Regions from separate parts of the Zea mays genome. Here region 2 is linked to region 1. A link is a contact called in public Hi-C data. All regions are on one chromosome and are shown on one strand. Each heading gives the region's core, a stretch centred on a gene start, on an enhancer-like site or on the middle of the called end of the contact. The rest is flanking DNA. Distances are from core to core; before and after follow the strand shown. Region 1 holds the start of LOC100285605 (metacaspase type II). Region 2 holds the start of LOC100281596 (Putative E3 ubiquitin-protein ligase RING1).

Region 1 (5,717 bases), core at 2,961-5,460:
TATCAGGGTTAGGTTTCTTTCACTGTAACCTCCAGACAGTCCTCAGTTCGATAGCTAAGCTACATCAGTATGGTTGATCAGTGCTTTACCTCAGTTCCTATAGCGAACTTGTCATATTCAAAAACACCCATGGGCCCGTTCCAGATGACAGTCTGGGTTGTTTCCAGGGCTGCGTTGAATGCAGCAATGGAATCTGGGCCAATATCCAGCCCCATCCAACCATCAGGAATTGCAGATGCTGGAACAATCTGTAGAAAAAAATATACGGTCAAGTTTCTTCCTGAGATATGCTTCAACTTTGCTACAGAAGAACCGCTGGTTAGGAAAGGAGAAGATGCAACAAACCTGGCTGTTAGCATCAGGAGCAAACTTATCAGCGATGACAACATCGGTTGGCAACATAAGGGAGACACCCTTTTCCTTAGCCTTTGCAAGTAGAGATGTTGCAAGATCGAGTTTGTCTTCCTCAACCAACGAAGCACCGACAGAAAGACCTTGTGCCTTGTAAAATGTGAAGATCATACCACCACCCAAGAGAAGGATATCACACTTCTCCAACAAGGATTCAATAACCCCGATCTTGGATGACACCTTTGAACCACCCACGATGGCAGCAAATGGGCGTGTAGGGCTTGAAACAGCTCCGACAAGGTAGTCAAGCTCCTGCAAATTGATTTTGTTAAATATAAAAGGATCAGATTGAGATTGAGGGGAAAGTGAAAATAATCGCTATTTTCTGTTTTATGTAGCATTGTTTTTCTTTGATGCCATCTTTCATAGTTTCTATGTTACAAAATGGAACATGTAAACATAGAAAAAGAAATATAACCTTCTGCAAAAGGAACCCTGCAACAGAAGGCTTCAAGAACTTTGTAACTCCCTCAGTCGATGCATGTGCCCTGTGGGCTGTTCCAAACGCGTCATTAACGTAAAGATCTGCTACGGAGGCAAGCTTCTGCGCAAACTCTGGGTCATTCTTCTCCTCTTCCTTGTAGAATCTTACGTTCTCAAGGAGCAAAACCCCACCATTGGGCAAGGCGGCCACCAGCTTCTCAACTTCAGGGCCAATAACATCGTCGGCTTTTTGCACCTATTCGTGGGTATAGTACACACGCTTTAGTCAGAACAATCAATTAGCACAAGTGATTTAATTAGAAGCACCAATGATGTAGAATAAATCAATACCTGAATGCCAAGAAGCTCAGACAACCGTGCAACAAGGGGGGCTAAGCTAAACTTGGGTGTAAAACCCTTAGGGCGACCCTGCACATCCAGAGCAAAATGGAGGATTTTAACCATAGTTGGATGACAAGGAAATTAAGCAGCTAACCGAGAAAAATATATTGCTTCAGCTATATTTCATAAAATTATCATTGAACACTGGAAGCAAATATGCAATTAATATCCAGTGTGCATATACAAAATCACGAGTTTGATTAAACACTGTCATTGTGCAGATCCTTGGCTCCTACATTGTGGGTGTCTGCGAGATCCTTGGCTCAGCCTTCTTCTACTTTTATTTTTTTCTAGAAGGATTCTCTTTTACCTTTGCATCAATTCCTAGTTTGTGCCCAAAAACGAAAATAGAAGTGATCCAAGGAGTACTGAATTCCTACATTGTCTATGCGTGCGAAGAGCATTACTTCCCCAAATGAGATGAGATACGGGAAGGGCGTAGGGGCGGGAACTCACCAAGTGGCTTGAGAGGATGACTTTGGCGCCCTTGCCGAGGAGGTACTGGATGGTGGGGATGGCGGCCCGGATGCGGGTGTCGTCGGTGATGTTCTGGTTCTCGTCGAGCGGCACGTTGAGGTCGGCACGCACGAAGACGCGCTTCCCCTTGAGGTCGGCCTCCGTGAGGTCCCCGACGCTCTTCTTCGCCATGGTGGCCATGGCCCGCGTGCCGCGCGCGGAGGACGCCTGCCGGCACCGCGACGCGACGTGGACCGCGAGCCGCGCGTCGCCCGCCGCGAACGCCAGCGACCGCGCCGGCTGGCGCGCCGCGGCGAGGCCTCCCCTGCGGAGCGGGGCGGCGGCCGCCCTGCTTGCCGCACGGGCCGCGAGGGAGAGGGAGGTTGGCGGGGCGGCCGCGGACGCCATTGAGATTCGGGCGGCGGCGGCGGCGAGTGGAGTGGAGAGACAGAGAGGGAGTGATTTGGGAGCGCGGGAGGAGGGGGGCACTTGTGGGTCGTGGCTTTGTCTGTGGACGAGAGAGTGAGGCGGGGATTTGCTTATCGCTGGCGAGAGGTCGGGACGACGGTTCCGGTGGGGTGGGTGCGGGCTGCGGGGGGAGGAGACGGCGGTATAATCGATCACGGCGATGGCGACGTGTGGGGGCTCGGTGGCTTCGATTTCCCCTGTCCTTTGTGTGATCTTGGATCGCCGCCCCTTCGCACTTGCACACTTTGGAGCAGGACAGCAGGGACTGAGAAGAAGGTCAACGTCATCAGGTAACAACGTAACAGTAACACCATAACATACGCAGGCTGCGGCACACCACGAGTCAACACAAAGTGTCAATTCTGTTACACACACAACACAACGTAGCATCCCGTAAAATGAACTAATGAAGCCTGAAATTCACTGTACACGGAGTTTATTTCGTCTTCAGCAGATGAAGGGCAGCGTGGCGTGCTCGTCGCTGCAGTAGAGCCCGGGCTGCTGCGTGTACCCCTGCCTGGACAGCAGCTCCCGCGCCCGGACCACCAGCTCTCGGTTCGTCACCGCCAGCGCCACGCCGCGCTTCTTGCCGTCCCCGGCGAGGATGGTCTGGATCACGTTGCTCAGCGCGCCGTAGGACATGCCGTCGGCCGTGGTCGCGTCCGCCGAGGTCTCGTCCGTCTGGCACCCGCTGATCAGGACGCCGTTGCGCGGCGGCACCCTGGCCGCCGCCGCCGCCGCAGCCGGCCCCGCGTACACTTCCTCGACGCTGTGCGCGTCCTGCGCCAGGGTCTCCTCCACCTCTGCCTCCCTGGGAACGCGCGACTGCTCCTCCGCTTCCTTGCCGTCGTGCCGGAGCTTGCCTAACAGCATGGCCTTCATGAACCTCTTGACCTTGGGGCTCGCCTCGTCGCCGAAGTGGTGGAACAGCGTCGTGCGGATGGAGCCCACGCCGACGTCGTGCCTTCCGGTCTTGTCCCTGAGCATCTGGATGAACGTCGACAGCGGCAGCGACCGGTTGCTGATGCTGCTGCTATTGCTGTTGCCCTGCTGCTGGACACGGCAACGACTGCAGTGGATGCACCCCAGAGACTCCAGCACGCCACGGACGATTCGCGCGAGGGAGACGCGGAGTGCGGAACCGGGAGCGGGAGGAGGAGGCTTCATTTCGCGCTCTCGGCGCTGCTGGGTTCTGTTCTGCTTGGTGCTGTTCCCGATTTGCTCCTTGGTCTTGTCGATCAGGCCGCCGCTGTGGCACGAGTCCGAGACCATGGTGAAGCGGCAGCCGTCAGGGACCTTGGCCACGAGATCCGTGAAATCTTGGTCTGCATGGAGATCAGGAAAAGGTGCATATGGCAGCCCACAAAATTATCTAGTCGTTTGTTAATTACATGATAGATTTGCGACCCATACATGCAACCCTTGTTACTAAGCTCGTCTTCGGAGGGGATACTGTATGAAGGCTAGCGGAACCTAACCATCAGATACCAACGGTGTGCCTACGAATGCAACTAACGCTCGATCCTAAGTGCTCGCTGCTAAACGCAGAGAAAAACAGATGGGAGAGCACACCTTTGATCAAGTTGAGGTCGCATGGCACGATGCACTCGTCGTACCCGGTGTCGTCGTCCTCCCCAGTCTCGGCGGGGAGCTGCAGGCCGTGGCCGCTGTAGTGGAAGAAGAGCGCGTCCCCGGGGCGCGCGCCCGCCACGAGCCGCTCGAGCTCCAGCCGGATGTTGGCCCCAGTGGGCGGCGGCGTGGACGGGTCGGCGTCGGCCAGGACACGGATGTCGGCCTCGTCGAACCCGAAGCGGCCCACCAGGCAGCGGCGCATGCGGGCCACGTCGTTGAGGCATCCCTTCAGCTCCCCGTCCGTGCCCAGGTAGTTGATGCCCACCAGCAAGGCGCGCTTCTGCCCCATCGCGCTCCTGCCGGTGCCGGACGAGGCCGCCGTGCGTCGTCGTCGCGTTAGTTCGGCGGAGGCGGTGTGTCCCGCCGCGGCTGGAATGATGGTTTGGTTGGTACGGTGACGAGTTGCCCAATCGAATGGTGGAGCTCCGGAGTGCTGTCGCACGAGGTGCTCATTGCCACCACCCCGCCATCTTGGTATTGGATGGTGGGTTGACGTCGGCTAAAGGCGCTAAAGCGGCCTTCCACTTGGTGAACAATCGTATCGGGTTAGCTTAAATGTATGTATGTAAATAAATATTCCCTCCGTTCCTTTATTTGTCACGTTTTAATTTAAAAATAAACTAGCGAGTCACAAACATTCGAGAACGGAGTTAGTAAATGAGAAGAATTTAGCCAAAGGTTATTGTATTTGGTAGATACAAATCATCACTAGTTAGATTTTTTCAATTGAAACACAACAGTAAACATAGGAATTTCTGACGACTAAGCTATTGAAAATAAGACCTCTGTCGTCGAACATAGATTATTTCTGATGGCTTAGAGCTTATTTTCGACGACATTAGTCCGTCGGTTCTAAAATGTCCGACAACCGTTAGTTGCCATCGATGTTAATACCGTGTAACAGTCATGACGACGTCCAATGTGCTCCACAAACTTATGCCTGACGACCTACATGGAGGTGGTTGGAGCGAGGGCCGTCCGCTCCCTTCGTTCAATCTGCTTTAACATAAATTGAACAGGTTCTATCCCGGACACAGGAGGCGAAGGGTACTTTGACCCGTACCGAAGCCAAGGTTTTGGTCAGAGAACCGACAAAGGTTTGGAGGCGAAGGGACCTACCGCTTAAAGCGGGGGCTCCTTCGCTCGCCATCACCACCAGCTTGGGCGGCTCCGAGTATAAGTCTTGGCAAGGTTCGAAGACCCCGGCGCCCTAGAGCGAAGAGTGTCTCGTCCTAGGGAAGACCGTCATCTGTGGGATGGGCCCATGCGGCGCCCCGCTGGCCATTCATGCCCATTTGTAAGCCCCTTCCTGGGGTAAGGCTTATGGTGTATTTAATCATGTTGTACTTAACCTCGTTGTAATGACCCCCAAGGGGGAATATTCCCGGGCTAAAGCAGGTAACCGGGGGCATAATTATACTTAGGAGGGTGTGCCCACCCACATGGTTACCTATAAATACCATCGCATTGTACATTGATGGGTGCTTAACAAGACGCTGCAATTCCCTACCCACTGTTTTGTTGAGCACTTGAGCATTCCCACTTAGGGCCCACTCCACCACGTGTCAAACATTCCCAACATTTGGTGCTCACTATTCGTGCTTCGACAAACCAATCCCGCAATGGATCCCAACAAAGCGACATCGAAGGCCACCACCTCTCCGGACGACGTGGCGAAGGCAGCTCTCGCTGAAAAGAAAGGCAAGGAAACCCTTGTCGGCGAAATTCCCTAAGAGGCACCCGAGGATGGAGCAGTCAACAGCAAGCGACCTCACACAGAAAATCCACCCACACCTGAAGGCACCGTTCGCACGTGTAGCTCTGAAGGCCTCCATCGGAACCCTCCGCCAGGCTTTGCCTCCGGGCTAACGATATCATCGAGGATGGCGAGGTCCTAGGCATCTCAACTGAAGACCAGCTAAAAT
Region 2 (5,626 bases), core at 52-2,551, 340 kb after region 1:
AAAAGTATGTTGACACCTTTTTCGGGCGCCAATCACTCAACACGAACTGTGGTGGTGCTCTCTGCACAAGGGCGGACGGTCCGTGGCCAGGGGTCGGGCGGTCCGCGGCCTGGCGCAGGGCTAGGGTTTTCTGCCTGACGGCCGGACGGTCCGCGCGTGCGCAGGGGCGGCGGAAGTCGCCGGCGGCGCCTGGATCTCGCTCCCGGGAGGGACCCCGTCGGGGAGGAGAGATCCTAGGAGATGTCTAGGCTCGGCAGGCCAACCTAGACTCCTCTAATCGACGTAGAGTCGAAGAGAAGCGAATAATTTGGGGATTGGAAGACTAACCTAGAACTAGACTATAACTACTACTAAGAATAAATGTAAATTGTATTGATTGAGGGTTCGATTGATTGATTAAATCAGTTTCGGTTGTATTCCTCTGCTTTTATAGAGGAGGGGGGCTGGACCCGTTACCAACAAAATTTTGAGTTAATAATGTGATTCTTGCCAACAAACACAACAAAAAACTCGGAACCCTAATCTGTTCTTGCCAACAAATACAAATTTTCAAGTTTAAAATTGTTAGTTGTAATAAGAAAGACAAAATTATAGACGATTTTTTAATCTAAACTTGTCATGAATTTTAATTTTTTATTAGTTTTATGTAATGAAATTTTATATATAATTGAAGTAGAGTGGAAAAATGTATATTTTTGTGAACTTTGTTATTACATTGTTTGGTTCGGTGTCAATGAGGGATGGGACAATATCAATCCCTGGACTGATTCCGCCTCTTATTTTTTGAGGATGACCACATTCACCATTTTTTAAGAATATTATTTGACTCTGACTCTGGACCTCCAAACCAAACACGGGTAAAGTTAAAATGATCACATCTCATCACTCTTCCTCTTTCATCGTCGCTCCGTCCAAACGCTATTCTCTATACAACCTAAGGTGCATATACAAATTTGTTCCCCTGGATCAAAGGGCCGGCTCCCGTTGCATCTTGCATCCGACAGTTACGAGACTCGCACGGCCACGCCTGTACCGCGGCCGGGCGTCGCGCCTCCACCTGACCACCTCGCGTACTCAACAACGGCAAACGAGAAACAGAGAAGAAAAGGAGGCCCGAGAGCGCAGGGAGCGGCAGGAGGCAGGCAGCCAGCGAGTCGAGCCGAGCAGTCGCCGCACGCGGCCACGCGCATCGGCACCAACCCAAAGTTACACGACACAGGGGCAGGGGCAGCGCTGCACGGCCCGCACCGGGCACCCCCTTCCCCTGCCTCGCGTTCGCGTTCGCCTAGTCTCCTTCCTTTTCCTCTCGCTCTCCGCCTCCATCAGCTCGAGCCGCTTCCTTCCACCCACCACGCACCACCTGACCTCCCTTCCCTCATCGGCTCCTCCTCGTTCCCACTAGGCAGGAACGCCGCGCGCCGAGCCGAGCTAGCGGCCGGAATGCCCGCGCAGAAGCGCCCGCTCCCGTCGTCTGCCTCGCCCGGCTCCGACGCCGACGTCGAGGAAGCTCCTGGCGCCGACGCGGACGGCTGCGGCGGGGCCGACCAACGGTCGCCGAAGGTGACGCTGAACGGAGTGGAGGAGCGGGACGGCGGGCCGCTGCAGGCCAAGGACCAGCGCCACGGTACTACTGGGCTTTCAACGACGCGCGGCCCGCCGACTCGGGTCATCTTCTCGCGATGCGCGTACGCGTCGCGCGGTGCTGCGTCTCTAAGGGTGTCGCTGAGCGCGTGCTTCTCTGGTGGGCTTGGCAGATTCCGACGCTGACGACGAGGAGGAAGGAGACCGCGAAGGCGGCGGCGGCGGGGACGGGAGCGGGAGCGGAGGCGACGACGACTGCGACAGCCAGTCGTCGCAGAGTGACGGCGTGATGGACGAGTAAGTAAACCGTGGACTCCCCCCTCCCTCCCTTCTCCTCCGCTCTTCCCCGTCTCCTCCACCGCCGTCTGCTCTGCCGCCCGTAGCGATTTGGCGGTGTCCTGTCGTCACGTCCCCGTGCGCCAGCTCCCGTTCGGCCGGGTGACGGCAGAGGCTGTCGACGGGAGGTGCTCAGTCCACCCGCCAGCCCTGGCGGCCGCCGCTTTCGTCGTGGTGATGTCGGCTCGAGCGCTCCCTTCGCCTCCGAGGCGTGGGATCTTCGTAGTGTTGTGGACCCGCGAGCCCGCTCGGGTTCGTCCGTTCCTCGTGGCGTACTGGCGGCGGCAGGCCACCTTGAGTTGCTCTTGCTCTTGTTCGGTCGAGCCGGCTGTGCCTGTGCTGCTTCGTTGTGCGCGGCGGCGGAATCGCTCCCATCACCGCCAGGGCCTGGGATCTTAGCATGCATGCTTTCGTCATGTCGCACGGTTCCGGAGGCGCCGTGCTCGTGACGGCAAATGCCGGCGGGTGCATCCGAGGTGGATCGTCGCTTGCCCAAACTGTTCTGCCGGAGCCGCCAGCCACAGCCCACAGCTGAATGGGCCCTCTTGTTCATCGTGGTTCAGCTGCCCACTGGAACAGTTGCCTATTTTTCTTGCTCCTGAATCGTGTATGTCTACGGCGAACTATTTCCTGTATCCTTTTTGTCGCTGCTAGCCTGACCTCCAGGATCGCAATGGTCTTGGCGTCTTGGCATGCGTAGGCGACCTTGTGAGCCTCCTTGTGCACCCGTATTCTTTGTATACAACGGGGCTCGTGGAGATGCTGTTCTCTTAACATTAACATCTGGTTCTGGAGTGACATTCAAGGTCATTAATCCCATATATTATCTTCTTGGGGGGGGGGGGGGTTGCGAGGTATCTGTTCGTGTTTCCAGTTGTTCGTTGCAAGAGTTTCATTTTTTCAGTCATGGAGTGTGCTGTCAAGCTCCGAGTATCTGGTATCTTGTTCTACTGTTGCGACCCTGATTCCTGATCACCCATGACCGTGATAGTGCTTACCCTGTTAGTGCCTAACTCGGTTTGGTGCAGAAGCTTCTCTTGGTCTTTTGATATATAGTGTATGACCTCGCCATCAGCTGTTTTGATGTCTTCCCGTGCTTCCAAATTTTATAGACTGCATCTGATTTCTTACGTCTTTACTTATCATTTTTCCCATTATACGGTTTATACCCTGCATTTCTCTGTCCTGCATTTGGTAATTGATTACTTGTTAGAAGGTGCAAATCAGCTCCTCAATTGCTACAAGATCAATATTCAGTCTGGATAATTTTGTAGCATATTTCTGGTAGAAATCCTATTATTGTGGGTGGCTTTGGGACCCTATAGCTTCATTGAGTCCACCAATATGAGTTGGAAAGCTTAAGAGTTCTCTCTGGGGTCCAATTACTGTATAAGTGCTAATAGTATCAGTTTCCTGCCAAAAAAAAGGAAGGGCTACTAATTTCAAGCTCTTTTCATCTTGTTCTGTCATTCTCTTATGTCATGGTGAACATCACCTTCTCCATTTCATAGCTATATAATGATCTTGTGGTGGATTTTGTGTTCCATAGATTGTGGATACATGATTGATGTAAACATGAATAATAAAGGATTTATCCTCACTACGGTCAAAAGTTCCATACTGCTACCTGAATGTTTTTTTAATAAAAATGAATAATAAAGGATTTGTCCTCGCTACGGTCAAAAGATTCATACTGCTACCTGAATGTTTTCTTACTACAGGTTTACGCTTGTGAAATTAGTGGATGTTCGGAAGGAAGTGCAATGCCCTATATGCCTAGGTAATGATATCTTTGTCAACTTGCTTTTCATTTTCAGAGTTCCTCTTTATTTTGGACGGGTTCTCTTCTGATAACTTAACTTTCAATTGTAGTTAGATGTTACTGTTTTTTTTTTCTCGAACGCGCAGGAGAACTGCACATCTTATATAAAAGAGAGGAAGAAAAGCCATACAAAAGAGGCTATCTTGCTGAGCAAGTTCCCCAAGGATCCTTACTGTTATTAGATGTCAGGTTATTATTAATATTTGCTACAAAATAGGAAACCAGCAAATTCCATAGAATACATGTGTGCAAGTATGTTAGTTGTTGTTATCTTCCAAAAAATAAGCAGATGTACATGAATTATGTATCTTTTTCTTTTAACTCTCAGAAAAGCCTGAAAGTCAAACTCGTCACATTTATAATCTTTTTCTTTATGTGCTCCTAGTACTAGTTGGTTTACAATAGAAGCTAGGTTCTGTAAGTTTTTCATTTGTAAAACTGTAAGTAGCATTACGTGCAAAATGTGCGTGCCTGACCATCTGTCTCTGTTATGATCCTATTTTGCAGGAATTATTCGGAAGACAAGGACAGTCATGGAGTGTTTGCACCGGTTTTGCAGGGACTGCATAGATAAATCGATGCGGCTTGGGTATGGTGCCATATGTTATTTCTCTAATATGCCTTGTGCCATTGTCATTTATTAAAAAATGGAGTCCTAACATGGTTGCAGTGTCAAACCCTAAAATACACTTCAATTCTATTATAATTTAAGTTCTGCTGTCTGTTTTCAGAAATAACGAATGCCCAGCGTGCCGCACTCATTGTGCTAGTAGACGTTCCTTGAGGGATGATCCTAACTACGATGCTTTGATTCTAGCTTTATATCCAGATATTGATAAGTATGAGGAAGAGGTGATGTATAAGCTCTTCAGAAATCACTCTTTGCATTCTTTCTTAGGTTAGTTTTCATCTTAGGTCTGCTGCAGTGCCTCTAATGTCTAATTTGCTTGATACTACAGGAACTTGCATTCAGTGAAGAGGAAAGGACCCGTAACAAAAGGGTATGTCTATCTGTCTGTCAATCAGCAATTTGTTTGAGGCTGGAGGACATTTTTTCCTTTCCATTTGTATTTTTGTTCTTATTGTTATTGACATGGGCTTCATTTCTCATGTAAGATTCAAGAATCCATTGCTGAGACATTTCGGAGGCAAACAGAAGCACTTGTGAAGAAGCGCTCCACTGTAAAAGCAACAGATGCAGCTTCTACAAGGAAGACTCGACGGAATATGCGACCAAGGAGGAGAGGACGAATTAGTTCTCCTGATATTGCCCCAACTGATTTTGACGATGATGATAGAGAAGAGAACGGTGATGATGGAAGCAAGGAGTCGTCTTCTGTTGATGATCACTCCCCAGATGTAAGGCCAAAAAGATCTCGGAGGTGGCCCATGCCACGCCGTTCCCCTGCTAAGGCCATTGGCAATACCGACAATAGCATTGAGGATAATGACGACTCAGGAGGTGCTAGGGACTTTATGACTGCTTCTCCGCTGCGGGGAGAGATGCTTGCATGGGGGAAAAATGGCACCCGCAGCCAAACCCGGCATGGCAACTCCAGTGGCTCCAGCGGAAGGATGGGCAGGAGTGGCCGTGTTGCCAAGTTGGTAGATCAGTTCCGTAATGCTGATGACTTCGATAATGAGGTAAAAGGAAAGTACATTACATGCACCGGTTTCTAATTTGATGTTGTGATTTCCATGTTATGCTTCAGAATGTTCGTAATACTAACATGCCGATGGATACATTTGTTAGAAAAGTTACTGAGGTACCAGAGCTTGTACAGAAGTCCATGAATCATCAATTTGGTTTCCTAAATATTTTCTTTCTTTCTTGCAGTTGAACCTGTATCTTGTCCTGCTTCCACTTGATGGTCAAAGTGTGCCTAA

Evidence for each region. Hi-C and Micro-C count contacts between places; a contact is called where the count stands out from the background.
Region 2: a Hi-C map of tassel shows a contact between it and region 1, with 3 times the contacts expected there. The contact joins the promoter of LOC100281596 here to the promoter of LOC100285605 in region 1. A contact is called at or near these places in 4 of 25 Hi-C or Micro-C datasets (ear, leaf and tassel).

Annotation. Positions count from the first base shown.
Region 1 is chr8:123,532,528-123,538,244 of Zm-B73-REFERENCE-NAM-5.0, forward strand. It overlaps LOC100285605 (metacaspase type II), which reads right to left and starts at 4,211. Exons shown (of 2, transcript NM_001158496.1): 1 at 3,733-4,211; 2 at 2,434-3,485. The coding sequence starts at 4,081. The coding sequence ends at 2,608. LOC103635817 (phosphoglycerate kinase, chloroplastic) reads right to left here and starts at 2,397. Exons shown (of 6, transcript XM_008658193.4): 1 at 1,693-2,397; 2 at 1,186-1,263; 3 at 830-1,090; 4 at 346-663; 5 at 90-248. The coding sequence starts at 2,100.
Region 2 is chr8:123,876,333-123,881,958 of Zm-B73-REFERENCE-NAM-5.0, forward strand. It overlaps LOC100281596 (Putative E3 ubiquitin-protein ligase RING1), which reads left to right and starts at 1,302. Exons shown (of 10, transcript NM_001154515.2): 1 at 1,302-1,624; 2 at 1,755-1,878; 3 at 3,639-3,697; 4 at 4,247-4,328; 5 at 4,471-4,591; 6 at 4,699-4,740; 7 at 4,856-5,383; 8 at 5,577-5,626. The coding sequence starts at 1,441.